Linked DNA regions of Gossypium hirsutum: region 1 is linked to region 2. Evidence: chromatin contacts called from public Hi-C data. All regions are on one chromosome and are shown on one strand. The core of a region is the stretch at or near the end of the contact, and the rest is flanking DNA. Distances in the headings are between cores, read along the strand shown. Region 1 holds the start of LOC107923851 (golgin candidate 4). Region 2 holds the start of LOC107929274 (acetyl-coenzyme A carboxylase carboxyl transferase subunit alpha, chloroplastic).

Region 1 (6,499 bases), core at 558-3,057, 440 kb after region 2:
TATTTTGCGGTAAATATATTATCATATAGGTAATGTCATATCAAATTATCATTTTCACGTAATACTCACACAAAAAAAGCCACGTTATGTTAATTAATATATTTAATGGTTACTATTTTGAGTCATGATTGACAATTCACAATTCCAAAAGTAAGACTAAAAATGACTGTATTCACAATTTATGCATAATACGAGACTAATATAAAAACTTCAACCTATTAGATTTAATAACTACCTTTTGGGTTATGATTAGAACTTTCAAATTTGAAAAAAATACAAAGATTAAAAACAACCAAATTAGAATATAGAGACTAAATCTATACTTTATGCATAATACAAGGATTAATAGCAAAATTTGACTTTTTTTTAACATTTTAATTCTAAGTTGGCTAATCAATAAGTATGTATGTGTTTACAATGTATGTGTTTATAATTTGATCCATGTGCTTTAAATATTTTCTATGTCATATTTGAGTCTATGCTTAATGCCCGAGCTAATGACTTGGTTAATGAAAGGAATTGACTGATAGGATATTTGATTGTTTAAGAATCTAATTAAAATATATTGAAGTTTGTGAACTGATTTAAAATTTAGATCATATTTCAAGGAAACCTTGTGGAATTTACCAATAAATATGGAAATTGGGCCTTTGACTTTGTCGATACTAATGTGTAAATTCATATTCTTAATCATCGTGGCATGTTCAACGAAAACGAATCTCAACAAATGTAATAAGAAAATCATGTCGGTCGGACCGTTTTTAAGACCAAAATCTTATCGGTAAATTACCACTTTTTATTTTTATTTTAGATAAATTATGTCGAAAGTCACTAAACTATTAATAAGTTTATGTTTAAATACTTAACTTTAAAGAATTATAAAATGATAACTGAACTTTTCAAAAGTTTTTATTAAGTCACTATGTGGTTAAAATTACTATTATATGACTTTCTTTATTCAAATTGTCTGCATTAATCGAAAACTCTTATTCTCTTTTTTTTTCTACAATTAAGGTTTTTTTTTTCATAAAACAATTTTAAACGTTATGAATCTGCGAACCAAAACTCAAATAGCTTTCTTCTCTGATCTCCTATAACGATTGCCAGATCAACTTGGATCTGAGGTATGTTCTTTTACTCCTCGATGGGTACTAATCCACCGCATTGATCGTCAAATCATCGCTTAGAGCTCTCTCAAGGACAAATTCTCATTTCAATCTCTTTTAAGCTTTTAAAATTATAAAATAGTTTAATAGTAAAAATACACTTTGCCTCCAAGTTGAAAAAAATTTAACTTAATCCCATTAAAGTTCTAAAGTAACAAGCATATACAAAGATAAAATTATACTTCGATTTCTTTAAAATTTTATAATTCAATTTCGGCCTTTCAAAGATAAACTTTTGTCTTCCTCCTTGAGCTTGTTAGTCAAACTTTAAAAAATTTTAACAATTTAGTAACTTAAATAAAAACATTAAAATAATTTAATGACTTAAATTAAAACTTTCGAATAATTAAGTGATTATTTTATAAATTTTTATAATTAAATAGCTAAGATGTAAACTTAATAATAATTTAATAACTTTAGATGCAATTTACTCTTTTATTGTTTTCAAAGAGAGGAGAGGAAAGCCGTTACGATTTTTTCTTTTTGGCGTAAAATTTCAACCGCCTTTACCTACCATTATAACGAACAATAAAAATTAAATAGGATATTATCAAAAAATAAAAATAAAAATAAAAATAATCGGGTATAAACGGGCCAACCCGAACGGACCCGTTTCAGGATCCGCCCAATGGATCTTAACCAGTACTGTTTAAGCATACGTTAATTAACCCTTTTATTTCTTGTTTATATATCTGCAAAAATAAATAAAAAACATTCTAAATCCTCAAAACCGTTGTTCAAACGTATCGGTTCTTTTTTGCCCTAATTTCATCGAAGAAAATCTCAGGTATTTTTGAAATCCATCTACGTTTTTTATTTTTATTTTCCACGAATTTGATTTGCGGGAGCTTTGGAAGATGTGGAGTTCGATTGCGGATTTGAAAGAGAATTTGCATAAGATCGCGCTTGATGTATACGACGATGAGGACGAAGAACGCGAGATCTACGGTTCAGGGAATGGAGATCATTCGCCATTCTTTGATAGAAGGAACTCTCATAGGTTTGCCCATTCAAAGCCCGTTTCAGTCTCTCCGATCGCTAATGGAACCGATTCGCCGATTAATTCTGAGGTATTATTGCATTTAGTTTTCGCGCTTGATTTTGTTTAAATTAATGTTTGGCGCCTCTTAGTTTGGAATAGATTCAGCTTGTTTTTTTGATGAATTTGTAGAATCATGGAATGATATTAGTTCACACTACAGTTTGAGTTCGCGAATGAGTGAACAGTCTCTATTAATTGAGGATATTAGTGTCGATCTTTTATTAGGGATATATATATCACATTTGATAGTTGGAGTTGGTAATATTTTGTTCTTTGGCAATCTGGAATCAAGCTTTGTGAAGTGATAGCTTAAGCCTGAAAGTACTCTGTAAATACCTAGTGGTAGATCCAAAACTTTGACTTGATGAATTCAATTTCCAAAGATTTATTGCTTAAACTTATATATATATCTTGGTGAGGTTTGAAGTTGTTGATAACATGAAATAGTGCTGAGATAGTTCAAGGATCTTTACATGGACGCATAGAACTTTTATTTGATGATTGTAAGTCTAACAAGCTATACTAGTAACATTTATATCGGATTTGTTCTTGTCATCTTGGTGTTGATAGAGAGCCTCCTAGAACCCAAGTAGCTGAGTGTAATCTTTTCTAGTATTAAGATTTTCATTGCGAGGACTAGTTAGAAAAACTTATTCAGGTTCATAATATGGTCTCTGCCATAATATTTGAAGAGCATTTGGCTTAGGGTTGAATGTAACCTCTTTCAGAGCTTCCTAAGATCCTCTTTTGGTGTCACAGATGACTGTTTGCTTTTTGATTGAGTCAATTGTTGGCATGACTTTTTATTCTTTAATCTCATGGAAGTTACTTTACTAGTGGGCTTGGCATTTCTAGGGAATTTGTGGTATTTTACTTTTCATGCATGATAAATAAACTGTGTTATGATTATTTTTGTAGATTGAAAGATACAGAGCAGAAATTAAGAAGCTTCAGGAATCCGAGGCAGAAATTAAGGCTTTATCATTCAATTATGCTGCTTTATTAAAAGAAAAAGAGGTATCTGATAATTTTCGTATTGTTTGATTTAAAAATATCTTGTGCCAACTTGGTAGTTTACAATTATGACCGGTGATATATTATATGGCAATAAGGGCATGCTGTGGTTGTTCTAGTTTATTTCCAGGGTTGGTCTAAAATTCAGTTCTTACAAATGATAATAGTGCAAATAATTTACAGCTTTCTTCTAGTTTTTAAACATTTTCAAATGGCTTCTTTCTCTCTATTTTCCTTGCATTCCATTTCCAGGAGCAAATTTCGAGGCTGAACCAAGAGAATGGCTCATTGAAACAAAATTTGAATGCGACAAATGCAGCTCTGAGTGCAGCTAGAAGCGAAAGTTCCAAAGTATCTAGTAATGGAATTAATGCACCCAAGGTAGTTGCTACTCTCAGTTAGAGTTGTCTGAGGTTTGTTTATTGAGAAATCCTGGAATTAATGCATTAGGTTCTGCAATTCCGAAGGCATATGTAGTTCCATGTAATAAAGCAAACATAATGTGCTACTACTGAGTCTGCTGTTTCTGATGTTATTGCTTCTGTAACTAGAGAAGCAGGTCTGAAAAGGTTTTGTTGTATTATGTTTCATACCTGTGGCAACCTTGAACCTCCCAATAGGTGGATGCGACAGAAAGTTGAATGTAGAGATGAAACCTTGTTTATAGAATGAAAGATTGGTCTTTTACTTCTTGTAACCTTGTGGTCTTGATGTCTCTCCTTCATCAAATGAGTTGGTCGGGATACTTGGATGGTTTGGTGGCTCAATTACATAACACGTGTGATATTAATTATTGAGCTTTCTTGTTGTTCTTGTACTGGAACATATATTTATTTCCACTGGATATGTTGTAAGTTTGTCTTGAATTATGATTCTGCTGCCACCAAGCCAGAAGTGAGCTGCTATCATAATGTGCATGTCTCTGTCTGTTAAATCATTGTTTATTGGCTGATTGGCATTAGCCATTTCTCCAGGGAAATGGTGATCAGTCACCACACCAACTGCGTAAGTCGGCAAGTCTAGTAAAACATCGTCATGGTGGAAACCAAATGTCCAATGGTCTTACCTCTAAACATGATGGAAGAGAAAAGGTAATGGCACTATTTTTCCCCCTCTATTTTATTATAAGAGGCACTATTAGGATGTTGGAATGTAATTGCTGTTCACCTGGTCATGAAACCTTGTGCTGTTTTGCTTTTTTCCCCCTTTCGTTTTAGGGGATACTAAGCTCTTTCTTGGTTTTTTCCATTTTATTCCAAAATAAAAATTTTCCTCTGTATTTCTATTTGTTTCTTAAGATAACAGGTGAACTTGATGAAAATTTTATATATATGCATGCCTTCTAGGAGCTTGCAGATTTGCTGGAAGAGAAAAATAGGTCCCTGGAGGCAGTTCAAGCTAGTCATGAACAACAAATAAAGCAATTCAAGATGGAACTTGAAAAAGAGCATGATAAACTAGTGAATGTACAGATGAGATTGCAAGGTATAATTTGTACACCTTGAGGACCCATTTATGATGCTTGCAATATCATCTGTTGTCAAGCAAAGGAAATATCATCTTTCTTCTTATTTATTGTAAAATTCCAGAGGAGCACAAGCAGAATGAGTCTTTTCAGGAGGAGCTTAAGTTACTGAAGTCAGAGAAGGATAAAGTAAGCTTCTAAATTGTTTGGTGTTGATAGATGTTATCATTGCTTTGACTTTTTTAAATGACCTTGCCTCCACCCCTTCTTTTATAGCACATGATGGTTCCTCTGTTGAAAATTGCTTAATGTGTTTTCTTCAATTCAGGCAGTATTCATACACATTTACCCTTAATCATCAACGTGGATAGCGATGATGACTTGACAAACTTTTCGTGCTTTCTATCGCTTCAAATTAGCATGTTCCAATTGTATAATCTAGTTGCTGTACTTCATTTCTGTATTTTTAACATCAATCCCAGTATCTAGGGTCTTCCTTGAAATTATTATGTTTCTGTGAATTTTTGCATAATGTTTATTCAATATCGGCTAATTGTTTAGCTTGTTATCTGTTTGCTACTTTTGTATAATTGTGTTCTTCATTTGAATAGCGTTTGGGAGTTAGCAAATCATTTCAGTCTATGTTAGTTGAAGACCATTTTGAGTTCCTCATTTGTCCCATCTAAAAGAATCATGCATAAACTCTTCTCTATTTTTCTTTCTCTCTGGATTTTAATTGTCAAATATTCTTACTTTACTGAGCATTGACAGACGTTCACTGAGTTGAGCAAATTACGCAGTGAATTGAATGGAAAAATGGTAGAAATAAGACGTTTGCAAATGGAGTTGAATAGACAGGAGGATGAAAGTGCAGATGATACACAGGATAATTTGAAAAGAGCTATTTCCACCTTGGAGAAAGAGAACACTCGTCTAAAGGTTGATACCTGCTTGTGTTGTTAATAGTTTCCATTTGAAGAAGTGTATTATCATCGATAAAGATTATATTGCTCCTTTATATTAACATCCTGCATGTACTTCCATTTGTATCCTCTCATAGATGGAGAAGAATGAACTTGAAGCTGCCCTGGAAAGTAGCAGGAAATCTTTAACTGGCAAGATCGATCCCAATGCTTCAGAGACTCTGGTAATATCCAGTTTGCTATGCATGAACTATATTCTCTGCAGGTGCCAATTTTTTGGGTTGGTTTGGATGTGCATGCGTGCATATGTTATGCATTAGCAAAGTTTGATTCATTATTGGTTATTGTTATATTTTCTTTGCTGAAACTTTTTATATGCAACATTTCAATTTTATCAATTCTTTGTGTGTAATAACTTTTTCTCCAGAAGTTAGATTCATCAGGAAGTTCTTCCCGGATGAAAGAAATGGAACTATCACTGCAGCAAATGGAAAAGGATCTGAAAGAAACCTGCCGTGAAAGGGATAAGGCTTTACAAGAATTAAATCGTCTTAAGCAACATTTGTTAGAAAAGGTTGCACCCCCTTGAACTTTTATGGAGTTTTTGGTGAAAATTTAGTCATATACGTCTTCAAGTTTCACTTATAATGGCATCTGTCAAATTGTTTAGCATAGATTATGTGATGTTAAAAGGATTTCTTTGTTATTCTTGACTTGTTGATATTACAATATGACCACCTAGTAGAGTCTTGCATGCAACTGTAATTGTCTGGCCACTGTTTGTATATTTTACAAATATATAATGCTCTACCTTGTTACCATAATTCAACCCCTCTCCTTGGGAAAAGAGCAGAGGAACTTTTATTAAGAAATGCAGTCTTGATCTTTT
Region 2 (6,605 bases), core at 152-2,651:
GAAAACATAGAATTCAGAGTTACCACATATAATGAATGACAAAAGTTACTATACCAGTGATCAAATATTAAAACTTGGGTTTTGCGAGCAAGTATCCTTAGGCGCCATTTTGAGGTCACTTAATATTCTATTTATAGCCATAAACTTGTATTTAATGGAATAGATGAGAACTTCATTGATGATTTCCAACACTTAGGGTGAAGGTATTGCTTTATATACCAACCTGTTGATACTTGTTTTCCAAAGCACCAATTTGATCAGTAAAATCCAGACCAGTTTCATCAGCCATTCTGCATACCTGTCCAAAATTATAGCGAGCAAAATAAAAAATTTATTAGAATCTAGAGAGACTCTACGTCTCAATTTTGTGCTTTACAAACACCTAGAATATCATGGAATGAGGAAATCAAAATTGCTCCGTATTGACATAACACAATAAAGTTGAACATTAGTCCTCGGTTCGGGTTTTCACTCTCAAATGAATCCTCATCATGTAGCTTAACACACATAATGAATGTTGAAACAACATGTTCTATTAAACAAATCAACAGGAAACCAATGAAAAACAACTCACCTCGATAATCTTTTTCTCAAGATCAACCAATGGCTTCTCAAATGGTAAGGTCACCGGTTTCGGTTTCTCGGCCAAAGGCTTGAAATGAGACAAGTAAGTTAAGTGCCCGTCTTTGATATCCAGGTCGATATTATCCGGCCAAGGGTAATCATGCTTCTTCCCTTTCTTAACTCTCGCAATAACCCGAAACCTCCTCCCGTTTCCGTTCCCGAAACCTTTTAAAGCTTTTGACAAACACCCATTTGCTTTTCTTCTAAATGGATTATTATTAAACAAGTCACTAGCCAAAAAATCTTTCCCAAGATATAAATTTGACCTGAATTCAAACCTCCCATCTTCATATCCTCTTCCTCTTCCACAATTCCCAGCTACTAATGATATTGTAGTCATCTCTCAATGATCACTTCATACAAAATCCTAAAAATTGCTACCATTAACATTAATTCTTCATGTAACAATGATACATTTTTTACAATTTTGCATAATTGATTTAAAAAAAAAACCAAATTTCCTTTCAAACAACATAATCCCCCCATTTCAAAATTGCTATTAGTACTATAATCTAATCTAAGAACAGCAATTAAAAGACAGAAAATTACTAAAATGTAAAACAATAACAGAAATTCTTCAATTTAAGCAATAAAAAAAAGCTCATTAAAAGTGTTATGCTGATTATGAAAATTACCTGAATGTTGATGAGAAAGAAGCTGATTATGCTTACAAATTTAGGGTTTTGAAAAGAAGTGAGTTAACAAATGAAGGAAAGTAGGAATTAACGATTGAGATGTCATTGTTTGAACAAACAAAAATAAAGCTAAATTCCGTTTTTGGTTTTATTCATAAATTGGACCCTAAACTATATCCAATTCTCAGATTGGTCCTTAAAAGTTTTTTATCAGGAGTAGTCCCTAAATTTTTAATTTTGTTCCATTTTACCTAAAAAAATGCAAGGCACCCCATAAGAATATGTTGTGTGTCATGTTCTTATTGGATGATATCACTTTTTTTAAACTGTGACAAAATTGATAGTTTAGGATTAATCTTTACCAAAAAATAATAATTTTAAGGACTAATATAGTAATTATAGTATAGTTTAGGAACTAATTGAAAATAAAGCCTTTTGTTAATTAAATATGGTAATTTAAACTAAAACTGAGATTTTGAGGCGACTAATAAAGAAACATGAGGCTTGTAACTACGGAGTGTTTGTAAGGGAAGCGATTTGATTGGGCGGTGTGTTACACGTGATTTTAATGAAGGTGAAATTTGACAAAGTTTTTATCCACGTTGAGGATAACGATCAACTACCACCAAAATTTAATAGTCCAGACCAACGGTGGGACCCACTGAAACTGACGTTGTATCATGCAATTGGTGCGTCAATTTTTTTTTGTTGAGTTAGGCCATTAATTAATTTCCTTATCCATTTGAGGAATGAAAAAAAAAATTACACCTAATGTCATTAAACTATTAATAAATTTATGTTTTAGTCACACAACTTTAAAAAGTTACAAAATGGTCACTGAACTATTTGAAAGTTTTTATTTAAATCATTGGATTGTTAAGTCTTTTAAGTTTGACTAGTAAGCTCTAGATGACGATTTGACGATTGATACGGTGGATTAGTACCCATCGACGAGTAGAAGAACATACCTTAAATCTAAGTTGATCTGACGGTTAGTGTTAAAGATCGAAGAAGAAAACTGTTTGAATTTTGGTTCACAGATTTATGACATTCAAAGTTGTTTCATGAAAATAAACTTAATTGTAGAAAAGAAGGGAAAAAAGAGCTTTTGATTGGTTAAGGTGGTCCAAACAAAGAAGGCCATACAATAGCGATTTTAATTGCCCAATGACTCAAATGAAAACTTTTGAATAGTTCATTCACCATTTTGTATTTTTTTTGAAGTTGAGTGAACAAAACGTAAACTTACTAATAGTTTAGAGACATTAGGTATGGTTTACCCAAGAAAAAAAAGTAATCTAAAATGGTAAATGTCGATGTTATTGTTATAGGGATAAAGCAACATTCAGTCACTAAACTTGGTAAAAAAAATTTTTAATTTAGTCCATAAACTAGTCTTGAATCTTGACAAATTTTCTTAATTTAATGCTTGAACTTAAATTCTCTTTAAGGTATTTTGAAATTGTGTGGTATCAATCACTTAACAATTTAAAAGAAATTATATAAAGTCTTAAAAATATATTAAGAAAATTATTAAGAAATTTTTTAAAAAAATATTGTTCCGTGAGAAAGTATTCAAATTGTACCATATTAAAGCTCTATTTAAATCCAAAGGAAGCCATAGTTAATAGCCTCACAGGGGAAGATACATTCGAAACATCGATCAACATTATTAGCCATCTAATCAACAACTCCATTGAATAGGTTTTCTTTGTTGCGGCAAAAGTTGTAAGCTTCAATTGATAAATTAATTTAGAATGAACATAAAACACAATTCTTTCACTTTTAAGAAAGAGAATCTTGTCATTCAGCTTCATAGCGTCCTCGAAAACAAGTTTTCTCTCATGCTTCTTACCTAATTTTAGACATTTTAATTCAGCAAATTATATTGGTTTTGAAATGAATCAATATGAATAAAATTAACTCCAATTTTAAATTATTGAATCATTTAAATTTGAATCAAAAATGGATTTGATGATCGAGCATTTCAAGTCGAATCATTACAAATTTAAAAAATGTGGGGCTCTAGCCATTTCAAATAACAATTCGAATCCTTTCAAGTTACTTATTCAAATAATTCAAATAATTGGGTTTGAAATTTTGATTTTGAATCATTGATATGTTTGGACAGTACTATAATAGATATGAGCTTCAGATAATTCGATCATTAATGTTTAATACAAAAATTGATAATCGACCAACTTAGCTTGTTTTAACTAACCAACCCAAAATCAAAATTGAATTAACCGAACCGAATCAAGTAAGTAATCTCGATCATAACCCAAATTAGAAAAACCCTAAAAAAGTTGTCCTCAAAGAACAATAAAATAAAATTGTATTCCTATAACAACACATCCAATAATACATAATTTGTAATGATGTCCTTCCACATTGCTCAAGACACAAAAACAACATAGAAACAAACAAGATAGATAAACACAATTGAAAACATGGAGTTACAAACAAGGAAAAAAAAAAGTGTTTGCAAGCAAACAAATTTTAATGAAATTCATTTCAATACCGGACCGGAAACTTTCAGAAACACCCAAGGAGCTTTTTCGGACTTTGTCCGGTCGCACGGTATTTAGCGGCTATTTCTTCGGCCTTGAGAACCTCTTCTCCACGTTTGGCTTCGACCATTGCTCTCTTTTCTTCTGCTTCCTTGTGAATTGAAGCTACCTTGTTCTTCATTGTCTCGGCGTACTCGGCTTTCTTCTTTTCCAATTGTTCCTGTCGATACTCAAGACACGTTAAAGTTACCGAGAATATGATATGAATATGTGTTTGATTCGAGTAAGTTCCATTTTTATCGTATGACAAACACAAATGTCGAATGTTCAGCCTTTTGTTATCCAGAAAATCGAGCAAGGATGGGGAAAAATACCTCAATTTTTTTGAGTTTTGCTTCAAGAGCTGCTTTCTTGCTGTTCTCCCATGCTACAATAGCAGAGAGCTTTTTCTGGGCCCTATTCATAAATTTCAGTAATGTTGACAAACTATTTAGCAAATAAGCTCCACATAGAGATAGAATATTTAATTAAAATTATGATTTTGGTACCTCTATTATGCTCAAATGTGAGATTTAGTCATTATACTTAATTTAACATAATTTGATTCTCCTATTTTATATTATTACCAGTTAGTCCAAATACTTAATGGTAATTATTACTGTTAAAATGATGAGATGAAGTCTTTTTTTAAAGCACCCTTCCAAGTTCCAAACTCATTATTCCAACATGGATTTTTTTATTGGAAGGGGTAAAGATTTTAACCAAAATCATTAACTATCTAGACTAACTAATTAAGACTAAATTATGCTAAATTAAAGTACATAGATTAAATCCAAATTTGAGCATAGTAAAAGGACCAAAACCATAATTTGACCAGAATATTTACAGCAATGGAACACTAAATGGAAGATTATGAAAAGAAAATTTCTATCTTTACAAGGGGAGAATTCATACACCAATTCATAATTTTCAATTTAATGCAATTCGAAAGGGTCTCGAACTTAAAAGAACACTTTAATTATACTAAAATATATAGCTAATCAAAGAGAGTTTTGAGCCTTACTTGTTCTCAGCTTTGGTTTTTTCACTATCTTCCCATGCCTTAATGAATGACAATTTTTTTTCCTTTTCAAGATCCGCAAGAGCAACATCTGAATACCAAAAAAAAAAAAAAAGTGATTCATCTTAAATATCCTCTTTTCGTATTCTCTATGGAGACTATGTGAAAAAATAACAGTAAAAGATAATACGAACACAAGAGAGTATCAAATTCGGTCACAGTGGCCTCGAAAGTATTCGAAAATCTGATGATAATGATTGCCTCAAATAAGGTATACCTCTACCCTAATGAAGCCTTGGGAACTTTGAGAATTCAGGTTAGAATCACACCTAATATAAATGTGTGGGTTCGTTAGTCTGCTAGTTAGTTTGATTTGAGTTAATTTCATTCGGGGCTTGTAATGATAGATTAAAAAAAAAAAAGAAAAAGAAGTATACCTCTATCATGTGATCCACTCGAACTTTTCTTTGGTGCTGGCTCAGGGGCTTCTGTCAAAATGAAAAGAAAAAAATGTTGGAGCTACTAGAAGAACGATGACAATTAGCTTATGCAAATGATATTGGAAAATGGTGCAACATTTGAATTAAAAATGTAAGCTCACTCTTTGAGTCCATGGAGGAAAAAGAAAACTCAGGTTGAAGAAGAATATATAGTAAAACTTTCTCTAAAACTATCAACAAAACTGAGAAAATTTATGGGATTTCTATATATAGAGAAGTTATATATATATATATGACATTGCAATTGAAGTTTGTTTATTCAATCTTAAAAGCAAATAAATAAGACAGGGTGTAGCATCAAAGCAACTTTATCCAACTTTAATATTTTACCTTAAAAAAATAAATTAAAGCAGCCATAATGGTTAATAAATGCCACATGATAAACAAATTGAAGAACAATGTTCACAATAAGATCATATATATATATAATAAATCAATTTGCCAGCCTAATTATATTAGTAGATTTGAGAAAAGAATTTTGATTTTTTTTAAAAAAAGAAAAAAGAAAACCTATAACAGAAGTATCCCTTTCATAACATTAATGAATTTTGATGAATTAAAAGGAGAAAAGAAGAGGTCATTCCATAAAAAAAAAGCCTAGCTTCAAAAGTAGGATTCTACTTCTAGAAAACTATGCTTTCCTTAGGGATCTAGTTTTCATTTTTGACGTGGAAATTCAATTGATTTATTCATAAATTAAGTGTTTCTCAATCTGTTTTTCTAAGCATGTATTCAAGTTGGTAGAAGATAAAAGGTGATGATGAGACTTTGGCTATTCTTAATGCTTATTAAATGCTAAAACATAAGAGTGTAAATGAAACACTGATGTTAAGTTATTTGGATTTGACTTGACTCTATTTAGTAATTATTGAGCTAAGCTCAAATAACTCAAGCTATTGATAAAGTCAAATTCGAGTTCAATAATACTTTACTTGAATGGCTCGTGAATCTTATCAAATTTTTCATTTTAATATATATTTTAATATATGTTTTAAATATTTTTATATTATTAAATTGAGTCTTAATATATATTATTAACCCTAAGTCTAATTATCAAGTCTACCTTAATAATATCTTGAGCCGAACTTGAGTTTTAAAATAAATGTTCAATTGAGTTCAAGCTTGGGGCAACACCAGAGTGGCTGGTTGGGGTTTTGGCTACCTAAAATTTGAATTAATACGCGGTAAAATTACATCTTAATCTAAAATAACAAAAAAATTGATTTAATTTTTTTAAATATTCAAAATATATAAATTATTAAAATAACAAAATTAA

Evidence for each region. Hi-C and Micro-C count contacts between places; a contact is called where the count stands out from the background.
Region 1: a contact with region 2 is called in a Hi-C map of leaf, with 2.5 times the contacts expected there. The contact joins the promoter of LOC107923851 here to the promoter of LOC107929274 in region 2. A contact is called at or near these places in 6 of 34 Hi-C or Micro-C datasets (callus and leaf).

The regions. Positions count from the first base shown.
Region 1 is chrA12:80,351,746-80,358,244 of Gossypium_hirsutum_v2.1, forward strand. It overlaps LOC107923851 (golgin candidate 4), which reads left to right and starts at 1,808. Exons shown (of 16, transcript XM_016854011.2): 1 at 1,808-1,953; 2 at 2,024-2,236; 3 at 3,127-3,225; 4 at 3,475-3,603; 5 at 4,197-4,313; 6 at 4,569-4,707; 7 at 4,812-4,876; 8 at 5,459-5,626; 9 at 5,748-5,834; 10 at 6,038-6,184. The coding sequence starts at 2,024.
Region 2 is chrA12:79,912,565-79,919,169 of Gossypium_hirsutum_v2.1, forward strand. It overlaps LOC107929274 (acetyl-coenzyme A carboxylase carboxyl transferase subunit alpha, chloroplastic), which reads right to left and starts at 1,402. Exons shown (of 11, transcript XM_016860646.2): 1 at 1,260-1,402; 2 at 575-991; 3 at 224-298. The coding sequence starts at 964. It overlaps LOC107929295, which reads right to left. Exons shown (of 5, transcript XM_016860675.2): 2 at 5,267-5,317; 3 at 4,833-4,920; 4 at 4,144-4,225; 5 at 3,578-3,989. The coding sequence ends at 3,795.